2 separate regions of the Sus scrofa genome follow, and region 2 is linked to region 1. The links are chromatin contacts, called in public Hi-C maps. All regions are on one chromosome and are shown on one strand. Each heading gives the region's core, a stretch centred on a gene start, on an enhancer-like site or on the middle of the called end of the contact. The rest is flanking DNA. Distances are from core to core; before and after follow the strand shown. Region 1 overlaps LOC102168016 (a long non-coding RNA gene). Region 2 overlaps LOC102168016 (a long non-coding RNA gene).

What was found. Hi-C and Micro-C count contacts between places; a contact is called where the count stands out from the background.
Region 2: a Hi-C map of skeletal muscle shows a contact between it and region 1, with 2.5 times the contacts expected there. The contact joins two enhancer-like sites. A contact is called at or near these places in 10 of 47 Hi-C or Micro-C datasets (alveolar macrophages, brain, embryonic fibroblasts and 4 more) and 1 of 2 datasets of contacts at active chromatin or transcription factors (skeletal muscle).

The regions. Positions count from the first base shown.
Region 1 is chr3:12,106,929-12,109,873 of Sscrofa11.1, forward strand. The region is part of intron 3 of LOC102168016 (a long non-coding RNA gene); the gene reads left to right. Among named protein-coding and RNA genes, the nearest start is that of CASTOR2, 68 kb to the left of the region's middle. Within about 2 kb of position 1,468, at least 9 of the 83 cell types and tissues checked have an H3K27ac peak or open chromatin away from gene starts, as enhancers often do. A contact at or near this core is called in skeletal muscle, where this site is marked.
Region 2 is chr3:12,175,176-12,178,120 of Sscrofa11.1, forward strand. All of the region lies in intron 4 of LOC102168016 (a long non-coding RNA gene), which reads left to right. Among named protein-coding and RNA genes, the nearest start is that of CASTOR2, 140 kb to the left of the region's middle. Within about 2 kb of position 1,531, at least 4 of the 83 cell types and tissues checked have an H3K27ac peak or open chromatin away from gene starts, as enhancers often do. A contact at or near this core is called in skeletal muscle, where this site is marked.

The DNA.
Region 1 (2,945 bases), core at 218-2,717:
CTGCAGGGACCCAGAGAAGCCAGCGGTCACCAAATAACATGCTGAGACAGTGCATGCTCAGGGCTATGGGGACCCAGGGGGAGAGCAGCCGGCTCATACTGGGGACGGGAAGGCTTTCTAGAGGCAGAGGGGACATTCCTGGAGGAGGACACTGCCTGTGCAAGAGCCTGGTGGTGACAGCAGTGACTCAGGACTGTGGGTGTCGATTGCAGTGGGGATGGGGGAGATGCCCTGAGGAGGGGACCAGGGCTCCACGTGCTGGGTGGGGATTCTGCCCTTTCCCTGGAAAGTTGTGGGTCAGGAGGGGACACGCACTGTCCTTCCTTCCAGGTGTCACGTGTGTGGGGCTGGAGAAGGTCTGGCTCTCCAGTATCCTGTGCCACGTGGCAAGAGGGAGCCCCTGTGAGGAGGCAAGAGGGGAGTGGGGCTGCTGAGACACAGGGGATGGTGCCCCTTGAAGGTGGTCTCAGGCCATGCGGAGGGTCACTGCTGGGGCAGGAATGGCGCCGAGGGGCAACTGAGACTTGGCGAAGATTCGGCACATAGCGGTGTCTCCCACACAAGGCATTCAGGACCCTGTGTGTGCCAGAGACACAGTGCCAGGCCGCTGAGCCACTGGCAGGAGAAGCTGAATGTGGGGTCATCCCATCCCCGAGGGGATGCTCCCCTGGGGCAGCCGGGTGACCCCGGGAGGGCGCTGAGCTGTGGGTCACATGACCCAGCTTTAGGCTTGGGCTCAGCTTCCCTGCCCGTCTCTTGGGTTCAGCACTGCCTTCTCCAGAATCGGTTTTTATCCTTCGTCGTGAACAACTCTTGCTTTTTTTCCCCATGATGCGAGAAACTGGGATAGTTTCTGGGCTTTTCTGCTGAGGTGGGAGCAGGCTGGGGGGGAAGCCGGTCCTGGAAAAGAGGGGTGTAAAGGCAGCACAGGGCCAAGTTCCTGAGCATCCTGGTTCTGCGGGCTCCCTGGAGTGTTCGGGGCCAGGGAGCAGGAGGGCTGGAAGGGACTTATCCAACCCTCCCATTTTACAGAAGAGAAACCAAGGCCTGGAGGTGGGTGCAAACTGCCCACGTCAGGACTCCACCTCCTTGAGTCTCCCTCCGTCCCTGCTTCTGTGAGGCTGTCAGGCTCGGGGCTGGGATATCCTGGGAGGAGGGGAAGGGTGAGGGATTTACTGGGAGCAGGGGAGGGGTGAGGGATATACTGGGAGCAGGGGAAGGGTGAGGTGGGCCCCCCGATTGGAAGAAGCTTCTGGAAGTCCTCTGAAGTCTGGTATCCTGGGTGTGGGGGAGGCCCCAGGCCGGTGGGGCTGCAGGGAGACACAGCCTGCCAGGCTGCAGACAGTGCACCGCAGGCCTCTGAGCCTGTTTCCTCAGCTGTAAAAGGAGCCAGTTGGCCTGGACAATAGCAAAGGCCCTCCTCCTCCTGTTCCAGAATCGCAGTCCACTCTGGAGTAAAGGAGCCCCCTTTCTGTTGGCTCGTCCGCTGCTCACATCTGCACACCAGCTGGAAGGGATCTGAACCTATCTGGGACTCTCTCCCACCAGCGCTGTTTATTTTTGGACCTATTTCCAGCTAAGGATTCCGTGGGCCAATGAGAATGGCTTCTGGCGCGGTGTAGCCGTGACCTATGTATATTTTCTGTGCGCGTCTTCCAGGGCTCGATCGGGTTTCCACATTGCCTGAGCTCTTCATGTGAATTTGGGCAGATCAGTTAGTAATTAGTATCTTTAGTAATTAGTACTTTCCAGGGTCTTTGTGGATGGATGGTCCACCTCCTGGGAGGGCATCAAAGGGGAAGGGCGTGTGGGTGATGTGTGTATGCAGTGTGCATGTGTGTGTGGCGTGTGCATGCACGTGTACGTGTGTGTGTGTGTATGCCCTGTGCATGTGTGAACACAGGCACAGGCATATGTGTGTGTGAGACAGAGGTGGGGCGGGCCTTCTGGAAGAGCGTGGGAGGGCACCTGCAAACTCAGTAAGTCCCCAGGCAGATTCTGTTATTTGCAACCAGTCCCTCGGGGGCTTCATGGGTTTGGAGGGGAGGGAAGCTGGCTCTGTGGGAAAGATGGAGCTGGGCACTTGGAAGGCACTTGACATTTCCTTAGGGGTTTAGGAGCTTTCGCTTGTCTGGGATGAGTGGAACACCATCTCCTGGCTCCCAGTTAGACAGCGCAGAAGGCCTGGGTTCCAGATCTTTCTCAGTAGTCCCCAGCCCTGTCCATACCTGGCTGGTGTGGAGTGTGGAGGGCAGGAGCCCATAAGTGCAGAGACTGGTGCAAAAGGGGCTTCTGGAGGCTGCTAGAGCCTAGCATTTCACACCAGCAAGACTAGGAGAGCCCGGCCTGCCAGAGGCAAGCCTGTAGCATGCCGCTTGGATAATGCAAACATGATGGTGTGGCAAACAGGTTACAGCTAAATCAGTTTGCTGCAGACCTGATCTGCAAGACACTTGTGATTATAAATGTTAATACGCTCACTCGGGGTGATTAATTTTGCAGCGACTGATTCTCACCAGCGTACTTCCTTCTATCGCTAATGTGACATTTGCGAGCTCCATACTTTCATTACCTCTTCTTGCAACTATCTGTTCTGAGAACATGGGAAATGGTTTCTCAGAAGTCGTCTCCATAAACAGGGCAGGCAAGAGGTCGGAACTCAAGAGCTGCTGTTGCTTCCACGCGCCTGCGGGAGGGGGGGAGTTGGCAGTTCCTCCAGATGGCCCAGAGCCTGCCTTGGAGCTGCCTGCCCCTGGGTAAGCCCAGGGCCTGTCATGCACTGTCTGATCGTGGTTCAATGCTGTAGCCTATGCTTTTGGGCCTATAAAATAGATCTAACCCCAAGTCTTCTGTTATGTTTGTGGAATAGGCCTTGTGAAGAGCAAAGGAATTAGTGGCTGAAAAGAGAAGGGCTTAGTTTAGTGCCATCTCATGGTGAAGGCTCC
Region 2 (2,945 bases), core at 281-2,780, 68 kb after region 1:
GAAGTTCCTGGGCTAAGGGACAAATTGGAGCTGCAGCTGCTGGCCTATGCTATAGCCATGGCAATGCCAGATCTGAACTGCATCTGTGACCTATGCTGCATTGCAGCAACACCAGGCACTTAATCCACTGAGGCCAGGGACTTAACCTGCATCATCACAGATACAATGTTGGGTTCTTAACCTGCTGAGCCACAACAGGAACTCCTGTACTATTTTTCAGATTCTGCATGTAAGTGATATCATATGGTGTTTGTCTTTCTGACTTATTTCACTTAGTGTGATAATCTCTAGGTCCATCCATGTTGCTGCAAATGGCATTCTTTCATTCTTTTTTATGGCCGAGTAGTATTCCATTGTATGTATATACCACATCTTCTTTATCCATTCACCTGTTGATGGACATTTAGGTTGCTCCCACCTCTTGGCTATTGTAAATAGTATTTTAGGACCTAATTTTTAATGAGTTTGACTGAGCCAGATACTGTTCTAAGCATTTGCACACACCATTTGACTTGATTCACAAAGTCCCTTTGTACTAGGACCTGTGATTGTCATTGTCAGTTGAGGAAATTGGAGTCTATTAGCTGTCTCCACCTGAATGTCCCAGTCCTCAAGTTCTAGCACTTCTACCCCCTCGGTATCACCTGAATTCTTCTTCCCTCCACCTCATCACCCATTTCTGGTTTGGCCTTCAACACTTTTCTCCTTAACAATTGCAGCATGAGATGAAGTTTGAGACGAAGTACTTCCCCTTGTCTTTGGCCTTTTATCCTGAACTTAGTCATGTGTCCTCCTAGTAACGTATTACCTGCTTCTACTTAGTTGTGCCACTGTCTACCAGCCACCCCTTCTGGGTTTACTTCTAAAAAGAGGTAGGTGTTCCTGTCCAAAGAATGCATGACCCCTCCCCATGCCAGCTTCTTCCCCTGCTGGATGAGCCATGGTGCCCAATCAGCCTGGAGCATGCCTGGAGCAGAGACCTTCTCTCCAGGTCCAGACCAGTCTCTTCTGCAGTGATTTGTACTTGGAATTGATATTGCTTGGACTTGAAATCCTCTTACATTGTCCCTCTCAGGTCCCCACTGAGCAGTTAGTCTGGTTTCGAGGAGGACACTCCATGCATCTCATAGAAAGGGCTGGAGAGGGCTGGTTTGCACACAGTCAGCTGGAACTTGTCCAGCCCTTGCTCAGGGAGTCCATCCACGGTCTGGGCCAAGGCATACTGTTCATGCTCCTTGGATGCCAGTTGGGTAGCATGCCCCACGGTCCTTGCATAGGGCTTGGGGACCTGGCAGAAGAGATGGCCAGGGACTGGGCTGGCCGGTCATTACATTTCAGGAAAGCCAGGCCCGGACCACATAGCTGGCCAGGTCCTGGGTCTGATGGGAAAGTTCTGGAGAGCAGGACTTCACAAAAGCATTCTCGGGTGTTATTAAAGCAGCATGTTCTTGTGGAAGCAGAAGAGACCAGCCACTGTTCTCTGGTGTTTGCTCAGAGCCCCAGTGACCCTGGAGGTTTTGTTCCATTTGGTTGACAGTGTGTGATGATAGCATATGCGGCAGCTGAGCCAGCTCAGGCCAGTTGCAAATCACAGGGCAGGGCTATCCCTGGGGGAGGAATGAGTTTCAGATTTCTACCAAGAAATAATCAGCAAATATCTTCCAGAAATTTCAAGTTCCAAAAAGTGTGGCCACGTACATTCCTCCACGGTTGGCAGGAGGATTCAACAAAACCATCCTCCTCCCTCTGGAGAGGAACTTTGTCATAAGCACCAGAAACCTTGGACATGTTCAAATCTTTTAATCCTTGGACCATTCCAGTAATTTGTCTGAAAGAAAGAATTAGAAAAGAATATCAAGAATTATACACAACATGGTTGACATAAGGTTTTTATAATAGCAGAAACAAAAACAAACTAGGAAACAAAACACACACATGCATGAAAACGGCTTAAATGTCTAATGATTGGTATTAATTTAATTTAGTACACCCATGTCAGGCTCTATTTGGCCATTTAAAAAAGCATATTTTCCAGGAAATATGAGAGACCTAGGAAAATGCTCATGCTACAAATTAATCAGATAAAACCAATATGCATGAATAGAAGAAACATTGAAAGAGAATATCCCCAAATATTAATAATCTCGCTAAGAAATGGGGTTATGGGTGATTTCTCTATTATCCGTTGGACTTCTACGTGTGTTTGAATATTTTCAACATGATATGCTGATGTTGTCATCTTTAAAAATGACGTCTACAAAATACGAAAGACCTCCACAGGGTCCGTCTTTCCTCAGTGTGGGGTTCAGGAGAACAGACTCTCCCTATTGTGCAGATGTGCCTTTGGATTTTATTGGAAATGAGGAAACCAGAGGATCATGGGAATGGAGAGCAAATATTCATGCAAGAAGCTTGAGATGATATAACTATCTTCAAACATCTGATATGTAATCAGGCCTTGGGATGTCCCAAGGGCCAGGTCAGAACTGTCCAAAATGAACCAAAGAGGACTTTTTTTCTGCCCCACCTTCATGCATGCTCCTGTTGCCACTGGCAGGTTTTTGAATGGCACCACTCCAGCCAGAAATCTGAAATCGCCCCTGACTTCTTTCTCTGCCCCACCCAGTCGATCTCCCACAGGGTCCTCTAAACTTTCCAAAGAAATGTCTTCCACATCATCGCTGTGCTATTTCAGGACCTCTACCTCTCTTGACCAGGCTACTGGAAAGATTTCCAGCTGGTCCTCTTTCCATTTGCTCCTATCACGACAGCCAGCCTATACGCTTGGAAATTTAGATCTCTGTCTACTTTGCCCTCCCTCGAAACCCCTCCGTAGCTCTCTCTTGTGTTCAAGGTAACATCCAAACTCTCAGTTTATCAAGTTCTTCTCAATCTGAACCGAGCCTAGTTTCACGGCCTCATCTCTCTACTTTTTGCTTCCCACC